Linked DNA regions of Mus musculus: region 1 is linked to region 2. A link is a contact called in public promoter capture Hi-C data. All regions are on one chromosome and are shown on one strand. Each heading gives the region's core, a stretch centred on a gene start, on an enhancer-like site or on the middle of the called end of the contact. The rest is flanking DNA. Distances are from core to core; before and after follow the strand shown. Region 1 has its middle 24 kb from the start of Krtap28-13. Region 2 overlaps Col4a3 (collagen, type IV, alpha 3).

Region 1 (6,076 bases), core at 2,116-4,615, 370 kb after region 2:
CCTGGTGACTTTCCCTACTTATAATGTTTTGCTTAAAAAATCAGTTGCCTCTCTGAACGTATTTCTGGCACCAGTAACCTGTGTATTCTTTGTAGAATTAATTATCATCGAGTATTCAAAGTCTAGGGGTGGGAGGCTAATGGGGCAGAGGATCTTGAGCTGTAAGATGAATAAAAAGCATAGCATTTCTCTGAACCCAATGATGTGAAAAACCTGTTCATATCATTACAATTAAGTAGTTATTTCCAGGAATGGATAGCCGCTATCTCCAGTTTTTCCTTTGGTGTTCCCTCTTCTTCTGATTGTGAATGTATTTTTTTTAAGTGAAGGATAATTTTATGCTTTTCTCATATTCTAACATTTTATGTTTTATCTAAAGTAAAATCAGCAGTAAGGGTTAGCTATAGGATTAGACATCCTGGAGTGAAGGTCTGGTCCTCTGCTTTTCTAGGGAAGTAAAGTTCTTCATGGCATCTGGCTTCCGTTTCATGATCAGAAGCAGCAGTGGCTGTGTTTGTCCACCTCACAAGCATCTAAGGCAGCAGCGGTCCTCAACCCACAGGTCTCAACCCCCTGTGGTTGCATAGGAGATATTCTGCTTATCAGATTTTTACATCACGATTCATAACAGTAGCAAAATACGATTGCGAAGCAGTAAAGAAATAATTTTATGGTGGCTAGTTAGCACTGTATTAAAGGGTTGTAGCATTAGGAAGGTTAAGAACTCCTGAATATCACTGAGCTTGAATGAAGTAAGTCACTTTTCTTAGGTTTATTTTTCTCATACTTAAAATGTCCTTAGACTGCAGAGCTAGGTAACAAGAGAGACAAAGATTGTGGAAAAGAACATGAATCCAGCATTTTCCTTTTTTTTTTTAAATTTAAAAAGCATTCAAGTTTTGGATGTAAAAGAAATTATATTAATTGTGAAAAGGATACTGTCCTCTTGGCTGCCATTCTCATTGAGTGACAATTCTCCATGCCTATCCTTGGAATTGCAGGAGTCAGTGTCCTCACTCTCTGAATGCTCTGGTAAAGGAGTGTGGATACCATCCACGACCATTTCCTGAATTGGAGGACTTTTGGGGAGATTCAAGAATTATGCTTTGAGTAAGTCATTTCCTTCTTAGAACTGACTGGAGTTCTGCGTGCATGGCAGGAAGAAGGTTACGATATGACAGAAAAGGATATGGGCCACCAGGAGGAAAAAAAGGAGAGGAATATCAGGAAGAGAAAGCTCTCCTTACCCCAGCAATGGAGGGCCAATGCCCTCCTGTCCCAGGCAAGCCACATGTAGGAGCTTCCTAGTAGGCTCTGAATGTTTAAAATTTCATGTAGTTTACTTATCATGTGTACACATGTGTGTTTCCCTGTGGAACAAGTGTGTGCCAGGGTGCACATGTGGAGGCCAGAGAACAGCCTGTAGCAGTTGCTTCTCTCTTTACCATGTGGGACCCAGGATCAAACTCAGATCCTTCTGTCTGGCAGCAAGGGCCTTCATCTACTGAGCCATCTTGCCAGCCCAGTAGACCATGTGAGTAAACGACTTCATTAAGATAAAAATTTCCAAGTTCCTTGAAGCATACTGTTTTGCCTCTGCCTCTAGCTCCTGCAACTGCAGCTCTGATGGCTCTCTAGGGACTTGTCTGCTAAGGGAGTTTTACATTAAATGCACAGCTTTAATGCATTACCTGCTGTGTCTGGCTTTCCCTGCTTAGCTTAAGTTTTTGAGGATATATGTTGATGTACACTGGAGTACTTTTGGGTTTTGTTGATCTGTTTTTCTATGATGTGGCTTGGCCACATTTTATTTTTAATGACTGGCTTGGGAAAGGGGAGGAAGAAGCCAGCAGAATTGTTACGGAGACGTTGCCTGTGTTAAGAGTGCCACGGAAGAGAAGGTCTTGCCACCCCTTTGAAATGAGTTCATGGTCATAGAGTGCAAAGTTATGCAAGGCAAGAGTCACATTTTTATGCATTTTTCACCTCGTGTGTGCTGAAATCTTATAGGATCCCATTTATATGGTACGATCCCCGAGTGGCTTGGATCCCTGGATCCCTGGATCCCTTGGGAAGTCTCAACCTAGCTCTGTTAAGAATTGATTTTTCATCTGTGGAGGCAGAGAGAGAGGATGTGAGAAACACTGCCCCACTGCTTCTTATTTCTTCCTGTTTTACAAGACAATAACAGATGCCTATTTAAGAACAGAAGCATGGTTCTATAGGTAAATACACATGAGAAATGCATCATATTCCACTTTGGGAGCTAGCATATACAAACGCCTCTGAAAACACACTGCCAAAGTATCTGGAGAAATTGAATTAACAAAGACCATTCTTATTGACATTGATTGTCTTGCGTGATAATGGGGCATAGCTAAGTGGAGAAATTTCTGGACTGCTCCTGCCTTGCCCAACTTGACCATGTGTTCCTGTTGTGATATTTGGGCTTCTAATTCTCATTGTTGGGGTTATGGTCATCTCTGATACCTTCCCTGGTTCTTCTTAAACACATTTTAAAAGATTTATTTATTTATTTATTTTATATGGGTACACTGTTGCTCTCTTCAGACACACCAGAAGAGAGCATCAGATTCCATTACAGATGGTTGTGAGCTACCATGTGGTTGCTGGGAATTGAACTCAGGACCTCTAGAAGAGCAGTCAGTGCTCTTAACCACTGAGCCATCTCTCTAGCTCCACAAGTTAATCCAGGAACTCCAGCCTCATCATGAGCAAGCAGCGTGGCTGTCTTTGCTAGATTCGTCCGTCACTGTATATGCACAGTATATATTACAAATATGTATAATATTATATAATATCAGATACCCCTATTTCTTTCATTGCAAATGTCCAAGTGCTATGATCCTTTGCCTGGATAATTCACTGTCAACTAGTACAACTTTCAAATTTACTAGTCTCAATGTGGCCATATGTGAGATAGAACAAAGAGTGCATTTCTGGATATCTTGAGCCTGGAGGCTACGCAACACTGAGGAAATGCAGCATAGCAGCACCAATGTGTTCATCCTTTTATGCTCAGTTCTGTTGCTGAATGAACATGAGTTCTAGAGCCAGGCAGACTTAGGTTTTCATCTTGATTTATTTATTAACTAAGTTTGGACTTCATCTCTGAATAAAATGGGGCTAATACACAATCCTCCACAATTATGAAGATGGACTCAGAACACAGATTAGACAATTTTGTTTAGATAAGAATCCTGAGACATAGGTTTGAACAGTTTCCAAATATTTCTGAGAAGCTGGAGACTAAACTGTGAATATAAAATCCTCAGGGCGGGGAACATGGCTCTCAGGAAGAGTGCTTACCTCAAAATCCCAGAGCCTGGAAGCTTTGTGTCTCATAAGTTAATATTTAAAGATCACTTAGGACTGGATTTGCTACTAGAGGAATGTAAGCACTGTGTGTTTGCTAGACCAGAAAAGAAAATTTCCTCCTTTTCCTTTCTTCTAGAAATTAATAACCCATGAGCCATTGGGTGAGGCTTCAATGATAAGAGGCTAGAATAAGAGTTTATATGAATTGCTTGTCATGCTAGGAGTTTGCGCAGCAGCACTTGCTTAGATGGGTCTTAGGCTCATGGGACACTGAGAAAAACTAACTAACTAAGTAACTAACTAACAACAGCAGCAACAACATCCAAACTCAAACTCCTATCAGACAGTTAAGAGCTCATTAAATATGTTAATAGAGTATGGGATTTCTTTATATTCCACACGAATTTATCTTACATAAAGGAAAAGGCTGATTTTCAAACCACATGGTGATTCTAATGTATGCCCACCTGGAGTTACTCCTACATTAATTGCTACCTTGAAATTCTCTGTTTCTGTCATAGGAAGGACTGGCTTGCCCTTTACCCACCTGGCTTCAGCATCATCTTGGCTTTATCTTGCCTCCTGTTGCTTGCTTCACTTCCAGATCCACATAACACAATGAAAGTGGACCTTCAACATCATAGAAGTGAGTGTTAACCATGCCAACATCTTTCTGACAGTAGCTGCATGGTGCTTTCTGAAAGGATGATGTTTCTGCTCTTCATCTCTCATGGAAGAAGTGCAGTTGTGAGGGGTGGGTTTGATAGAGTTTATAGGACATTTGAGGTGACAAATCACTTCCTGTTTTGGGAGGCTATGAAGCCCTGAACTGGCAGGAGCTTCTGCAACTTAGCCATGATGTAGGATGCTTCTGAGCCTGGGAAACACTGGGAGACAATCATACTGAGGCCAGTGACTTACCTTAGGTTTCATGCTGGATGCATATGACTCCAAACTTGGCCATTATTGAGAATTAGGAGCTAGAAAGTTGACGCCCTGAATGTGCCTACATGCTCCTGTTTCCAGGGTTAGAAGACATGCTGTATGGAATTAGAAAAATATTGATTCACCTAACTAAAAAAAGCATATATGTGCCTACGAGTCATTGATAAAGAATAGCTTGAGATCAACGTTCTCTTGACTGCCTTGAAGTCGTTTTAACACCTTGGTCCGATTCTTAGTGTTCCACTGATTTTAATGTTGAGTTATTGATGGCTAAAGTTGCTTATATATTGAAATTTGACTGTGGATGGATTTGAATATTTCACTACCTTCAGCCCAAATCAACATTACATTTCTTTTTGAAGCTTGGAATCGATGGGGAAATAGACATGGAGACTAAATTGGGCTCACATTCTTCACATTTCTCAATATGTTTGGGTTTTTCTTTGGGGGATTTTTAACTTTTTTTTTTTTTTTTTTAAGAACTGATTGGCATTTGTCCCAGCATTAGGAAATTACTTGCTCAGTCAGGCCTGGAGAGGAAAACCTGCGATAAGAGCCTGGGAACAGTTATAGCTTAGGTTTCTGAATGAGAAGTACGTGGATACAGTCGGGCATGGTCATCCAAATGGGGAGAAGAGGGAAGTATCAGGGCTGGGAATCCACAGCCCGAATAACAGGAATCCTGTAATTCTACCATAGTAAGCAATGGAGAGGAATTCTGGGTACATTACCTGTTCCAGAACATTCTGGTTGGTTAAAATCCTTTTCATGGTAGGCTAGGAAATTACTAAAAAGAACAAGCATTAGGTTTTTTTTTTTTTGTTTTTTTTAATTCTATTTTTTTTAACTAAAAAATTCAAGTGTTTGAAGAGGTGTTTGAAAGAATTCTTTAGATCTTCTTTAGATCTTTTGAGTTTTATTTTCCTTAAGGACACTCCAATGAAAACTATGGACTAACTCTCAAAGAAAATAGACACAAACACACAAACCTGCCCTCTCACCTACAACTGCAGCAGCATGAGAACATTCTTGTCGCCTATCTCTGGGAGTCCCTAGGTACCTAAAAAATATTAGGTTAATCCTTCCGTTTGTAATTTCTGCAGCTAACACCGAGAAGGGAGAGCAAAGACCTCAGAGAAGATTGAGCTACCCCAAGCAATGCCTAGGGAAGTTGGTAAAACTTGGTCAGCAACAGACAAAAGCGAGATCAGAAAGCTCAAAGTCTAGCAAAGCAGTTAAGTGTAGGAAGAGACCAGGTCACTTTCGAACTCGGAGGTCGCTTGCAGACTGGCAGTGTGGGGTTGGGCTTGACTTCTGTGTTGGGTAGTTTTTGTCAAATTGACATAAGTTAGAGTCTTGGGGGTGGGGGGAAGGAAACCTCAGTTATAGAACTGCCTCCATCAAATAGTCCTGTTGGAACCCCTGTGGGGCCACATTCTTGATTAATGATGGATGTGCAAAGGCCCAGCTCTCTGTGGGCAGTGCCGCTTCTGGGGGGGTCTCCTGGGTTCTATACAAAAGTGAAGCTGGTAAACAACTTCCCTCCATGGGTTCTGCTTCTACTCCTGTTTGAGTTCCTGTGGTGACTTCCCTCAATGATGACCAGTGATTGAGATGTGTAAGATAAACTCTCTCCTGCCCAGGTTGCTTTTGGTTATGGTGCTTATAAACAGCAACAGAAAGCCCACGAGAACAAACACTTACTGTGGTGCTCAGAACCCAGAAGTCTTCTCACACTCATATACTCCCCATAGCTGGTATAGATGAGCAGACAGCAACATAGATCCATGTG
Region 2 (6,317 bases), core at 530-3,029:
AAGAGAGTCAAGTGAATCACTTAACTTGTAAGGAATGCAACAGTAGAAAGTGGCTGTCATGCTATTGGTCTCATTTTACAGATGCACCGTCTGTGAAGGTCCAGCAATGGCCATAGCTGTTCACAGTCAAACTACTGCTATCCCTCCGTGTCCCCAGGACTGGGTTTCTCTCTGGAAAGGTTTTTCTTTCATTATGGTAAGAAGAAAAAAAAATCCTCAGCCCATTTCAAGTTATGAATAATGCCTATAGAATCTTGGGCTGTGTTGAAACAATGTGGTCCCCTACCTGTTAATATATAGATGCTTGGCGATCTGAAAATACACCTAAAGAGAAACATTGAGGATGGACATCTGCTCAGTAGTGTTTACGTAGCATGCACAACATCCTAGGTTCCATTCCCCAGCAGTGCATAGAAAGAGTGATCCCAACATTCAGGAGGTAGGGGCAGAAGGGTCGGATGTGCATGATCATCCTTTGCTCCATAACAAGTTTGTGGCCAACTTGGGCTATAAGAACCCTAGTCTTAATATATAAGTAAATAAATAAATACACTAAAAAAGACTGACGACTTTGATGCTGTTGATAAGTAATGAAGCACTGAATAAAAGACAGCAAGATGACTCAGTGGGCAAAAGCCCTGACACCAAGCCTGATGAGCTCAGTCCCTAAGACTGACATGGTAGAAAGGGAACCAGCTTCCGCAAGTTGTCCTCTGACCTCCATACCTTTGCTATGGCATGCATGTACACACACACACTCACACACACAATCACACACATAATCACACACAATATCACACACACACAATATCACACACACACACACAATATCTCACACACACACCAAACAAATAAATAAGTAAATATAATTTAAAAATTAGAAATACTCCTCAGATTTCCCACAAATCCCTGACTAGCATTCAAGAGAGAAGTAGCCACTCTATGACAGAGATTGGATGCCCCTTTGCTCATTTCTGTGATGACTTCTTTTCTTATATTGTCTGTAATGCTTATTATGATAACCACAGGAATATTTTTATGCATCTGTGGATTCATAAATAAAAACCGAATTATCTTAAAGTATCACATTTATGAAGTGACAAAATGTGCCTTGTACTGTGCCCCTCTGATATTCTTATGAGGAAGAATCTCTTTTAAAAAGTTCTGGCATTAATGCTAAATTCGGGGGAGAGACTGGCCATCTACAGTGCAGGCTGCTCTGCATGTCACTACTTACACGCTGCATACTTAGGCCTTGTTGTGACATATTATTCCCCCTCTTTACACACAGCTGTCCACTCAATTATTAATTAATTTTAAAACAGCAATCATGAGCTCCAACCAGTCAGGGTAGGATGGCTAGCAGGAATCACATTCTTCTCATGGAGCTCATATCCCAGTGGTAAACATAGGCAATAGATGTCGGATGGCTGTATCTCTTCCTAGAAGATGCCCCGAGTGTTACATCTAGATAGAAGAGAAGACATCTGTGTTTTCTTGGCTTTTCTTTTTTCTGTTGCTTTCTATTACTGCTTCCTACCCATGCCAAAATGTGGGAAACTTGTATTTGAGCCCCAACAGGCAGCGTTTTCATTGAGATCTTTTTGTTGTGATAGTTCACAAGTGCAGGCTCTGAGGGTGCTGGACAAGCACTTGCCTCGCCTGGCTCCTGCCTGGAAGAATTCCGAGCCAGTCCATTTATAGAATGCCATGGACGAGGGACATGTAACTACTACTCAAACTCCTACAGTTTCTGGCTGGCTTCGCTGAACCCAGAAAGAATGTTCAGGTAATTATGCCATGTTGGCCTTAATCTGATGACTCAACTCTAGAGCTGTTGAAAGGCTGCCTACAAGTGCTTTTTATTTGTACTTCTGTATGAATATACTTAACTCTCTCGGTCCTGACAATAAAATCCTATTTACCTTCATCCTCCCAGGATAGAGGTATTTTGGAGTCAAGAAGTAGAGTCTGTTTCTCACTGTGTCAGTAAAAACCAAATGTCCACGTGATTTTGTTATCACTAAACATATTCAACACATGTATAGATTTATAGTAAAGTACTGAAAATAAATACTAGCTGACCTGCTGATCTTAAGGACTTAAGTCTTATCTTTGAAGACTTAGGAGTGGAAAGAGAGGCCCATTGGTCATGCAAACTTTATCTGCCTCAGTACAGGGGAACGCCAGGGCCAAGAAGTGGGAGTGGGTCGGTGGGGGAGTGGGTGGGGGAGCGGGTGGGGGACTTTTGGGATAGCATTGGAAATGTAAATGAAATAAATACCTAATTAAAAATAAAATAAAAAAGGAGTATTTAAAGGGAAGAAATAGTTAAAAATTAACTGTAAGTTTGCAGGAAAGCCTATGTTCTATGAATTCTGATGAAACACACTGAAAATGTAAAATACCAATAAATGTTTATATATACAAACATAAAATTGTCTTTCTAGAAATTCTCCTCTTCTACAAGGAGGGGTGTTTCTGGAATAAAGTCATCTACAATGTTTATTTAAAAATCCCAAAGCAAGTAAGTATTCTATTTTATCCACAATCAATGAGTCCTTTCATTTGTATTTATTTCAGAAAACCTATTCCATCAACTGTGAAAGCTGGAGACTTAGAGAAAATCATAAGCCGCTGTCAGGTGTGCATGAAGAAAAGACATTGACGAAATCAAAGAAACCAGAACCGTTTTTTTTTTTTTTTTTTTTTTTTTTGTTCCTTCTTAAGTAACAAAGTCATGACTTAGAACATGAATTTACTTAGGTCTTTCTCTCTAACCTTAAAGATGTAGTAGTGCAAAGTTTCACTACACAAGAAAGCATTTCATTCGTTAGTCTGTGATGTGGGTCTCTAAACCTGTAGGTTTCAAAGTTCCCTGTGGAAAGGCAACAGCTTGCCACAGAATATCGCTGAAATCACATTCCAGTTGTACCCAAAGAGCTGACTAAATGTTGATTGTGTGGAACTTGAACTACAAGCTAAGAGAGGTCTGTCCTGTGGATGCACGGTGTGTTCCTTGTCTCCCACTCCTGAGCAAAGGAGTGCGGTTCCTTCCATCTCCTCCCTGACACCTTAGACTTCAACTACAGAAGGAGAAGGGAGTATACCATCAAGCACACCGTGAAGAGAACTGGAGGGTCAGAGCTGCTGAGTGGTGTAAGGGCTAGAACACAGAATAAATGAGGCCCCATGATGTTTCAGGACTCATTTAAATATGCACAAGGCTAGGACCAAAGGAAACTTCCTGAAGCGAATCATAACAGGCTTGTATATAAAGTGTAGTTTTGTTTTCTGTTTTGTTGACGATGTCTATTTGCTTATTCACTGAGCTCTTTTTACTATGTCAATAGATTCAAAGCTGGTAAAACGTTTACCCTTGGGGAACTAGGTTTTACTAGGATGGCATACACATACATTGAAACATTTCTCTTTATTGTTTTCACAAGTAACAAGGACACTGCTTACTAAATGTGCACTTTATCCCCACTCCTATCAACGCCGACCTTAAATAATTTCACCAGGAAATAATCAGGTTTATCCGACGCAAACATTTTTTTCTTTGCTCTAAACAGTACATAACATGGATTTACAGATTTGTTCCTTTGTTAGTTTTATAACTTTTCCTTTGGAAAACACACACGTACGCCATGATTTTTATGTTATAGATTCTTCGCAACCATGTGGAAAGAGACCACTGGGTAAAACCTTACTGTACTGTACACAGCTGCTATATGTCTTAAAACATGTTCTTAAGTATACAGATACATTCCACAGTTACTTAATTGAGCTTAACAAGTTGTTTTCTTCAGTTCCAAACTATTTCCCATATACTGGACTGGACCGGCGGTGCAGGGGGTAGTGAGAGAGACTTGCTTCTGATCTACCCTCAAAGGAGATAACAAACCCCGTGTGTGGAGACTCTCACGCAGGCAGGAAGCCCATCCTCTGCTGCTTCACCCCCTTCCCTACACGGAAAACAAACAAAGAGTCTCAGCTATGGTTGCTGTTTTAGTTTTCCCTTACTTCTATTTCACAGTTCAGCAGGCCTGAGAGAAGATTTAAAAATAAGAGCACTTGTTGCTCTGCAGAAGCCCCTAGTTTAGTTCCTAGTACCCACACTGGTACTGTTTCACAGTAGCCTCTTCCAGATGACCCAACATCCACTTCTGGACTCTGCACCCACGCTCAGCTAGATATACAAAAGTTTTAAAACTTTTAAAATAAGATCTATGTCCAGGCTAAGTTCAAAACCTCTAACTTCTCTTAGGCATGCCAGAAGCTAATGTCTGAAAAATATTAAGAAATCGGGAACTTTTTAATAATCAGATAGTGTCGTACTATTTGAAGACTCAAAGAGGCCAGGCATTGTGAGGCAAACCTTTGAGTGTATTTCTTGACCCACGGAAGTGGACGTGATGGTGCTGATACTTAAGTTCAGGCTGGTGCTGTAAACTCAACTGCTTTGTATTTGGAAAATGTGACCCAAGAGCACAGACAAGGGTTGTCATTCTTTACCATTCGTGTGACCACTACAAGACATTTTACACCTGAGCTGAGACATGCAACATCTCATTACAAGTATGTATTTCAGCTAACATTTTTGTTTGAAAAATATCCTGTTGTCCCACATACATTCCAGTAGTGAAAACAAGGACTAATCTCCTTGGCCAGTGTAGGAGTAGCAGCTGTGGCATTCAGGAGCTTGTCCTAATTGCCCATTGTAGATCATTCTAAACCTGCAAAGTTTGAAACTGTAACTAGCAAACAGAAATCTGTGTCTTGTCTTGATGAGAAGCATCTCATTGTACAACCCAGGATGACCCCCAAATCACCACAAGTTTTCTGCCTCAGCCACCCAGAATTTTGTTTTCAAAGTTTTCATCATCCTCTCATGTTCTCCACTCAATAGGCACACACCCAAGAAACTGGCCACAATCCTTTTCACCTTTGTCTCTCTTTAAAACTCACTGGTGACTTTCAGGGTAATCTATTTCACTACTAGACTGGTGCTGATGTCACAACAGCTACCCTTCATTTGCTCATAGGCCCCTTTCTTCTTCTGTCCTCTTATCAGTATTTAAAACAGGTAATACTGGACACCTTAATGCCCAAAGAAGCCATATCAACAGTCAGTCATTTGTACTTCTAAGAGTGAGCAATAAAATACAGCCCGTGCATAGTACTTCCCAGATGTTTATGAGTAAATTATACATTTAAAATTCAATTTCCTATGTGGCTGGAGAAATGGTTCAGTAGTTCAGAGTGCTGGTTTCTCTGCAGAGAACCCAAGTATAGTTCTCAATACCCAGGTCATGCAGCTCAGGACTGCTCAAAGGGACCCCGCTGGCCTCCAAGGATACCCACATATAGGTGGCATTCAAGGATACCCACATATAGGTGGCATTCACTAGCACAGGCACTGCCACATAAATACAAATAAATCTTTCAACATTTTTAACTGATTAACAAAACGTTTGTTTCAATTTTGGTGCTTCAACTTTGGAGTTTCACAGTGTGCTAAAACAACCAACTTGTCAATTGTTCTTTTTTTGCAAGATAACACATTATTAATTTATTTATAAAAGTATTAAAAATGTTTAAATTTGAATTTTATTGTTAATTTTACAAAGGTTTTCTATATTTCAAATGTAGCTTGCTACCACTAAACTTAATTTAATATTCTTCTCAATAACCACTTGAAATTTATTTAAAATATATCAAATATTTTATATTGTTATATCCTGACAAAATTATAATGTATTACAATGTACTAATATTTCTGTAAATATAACTAAAGTTCTATTGTTTTGTCAAAATAAAAGAAAAGGAACAATTCTATCATATTTTGGGTTTTTTTTCTAGTGGAAGATAGTTTATTTTGGACTGTAAAAATAATAGTCACTATAAAGCAATACACAACTTTGAAATTAAGAAGAATATCAAAGAATACTAATTTTCACCGAAAATAACCATCAAATTAAGATAGTAAGAGATAACTATAGTATTCTGAATCTTGATGCCTAAAAAAGTAACCTTGCCATAAACGAGAAACAGTAACTGAAGAATGTCTGAGTTGAAAAGGGGAAATAAGGTAAAACCTATCAGGGTTTAATCCCTAATGGGAAACCTAAGTAGCAATGGCTAGAAGTCATGCATCAGGATGAAGCTAAACTAAGTGGATGAGATTATTTGGTTTTATATATTATGAGGTTATAGAAAAAGCCAATGGCATTAAGTCACAAACAGAAATGTACACATGAGTGAGAGAAGAAAAGGAAGACCCATCATGAATCTATAATACAGGACACAAGAAG

The links. Promoter capture Hi-C pulls out the DNA fragments that hold promoters and counts their contacts.
Region 1: a promoter capture Hi-C map of the C10 cell line shows a contact between it and region 2, with 2.3 times the contacts expected there. The contact joins two enhancer-like sites.

Annotation. Positions count from the first base shown.
Region 1 is chr1:83,081,551-83,087,626 of GRCm38.p6, forward strand. No RefSeq gene overlaps it. Among named protein-coding and RNA genes, the nearest start is that of Krtap28-13, 24 kb to the left of the region's middle. Within about 2 kb of position 3,366, at least 7 of the 459 cell types and tissues checked have an H3K27ac peak or open chromatin away from gene starts, as enhancers often do.
Region 2 is chr1:82,716,217-82,722,533 of GRCm38.p6, forward strand. It overlaps Col4a3 (collagen, type IV, alpha 3), which reads left to right. Exons shown (of 52, transcript NM_007734.2): 50 at 82-196; 51 at 1,617-1,789; 52 at 2,584-5,843. The coding sequence ends at 2,668. All of the region lies in intron 1 of C430014B12Rik (a long non-coding RNA gene), which reads right to left. Among named protein-coding and RNA genes, the nearest start is that of Mff, 5.5 kb to the right of the region's middle. Within about 2 kb of position 1,780, at least 2 of the 459 cell types and tissues checked have an H3K27ac peak or open chromatin away from gene starts, as enhancers often do.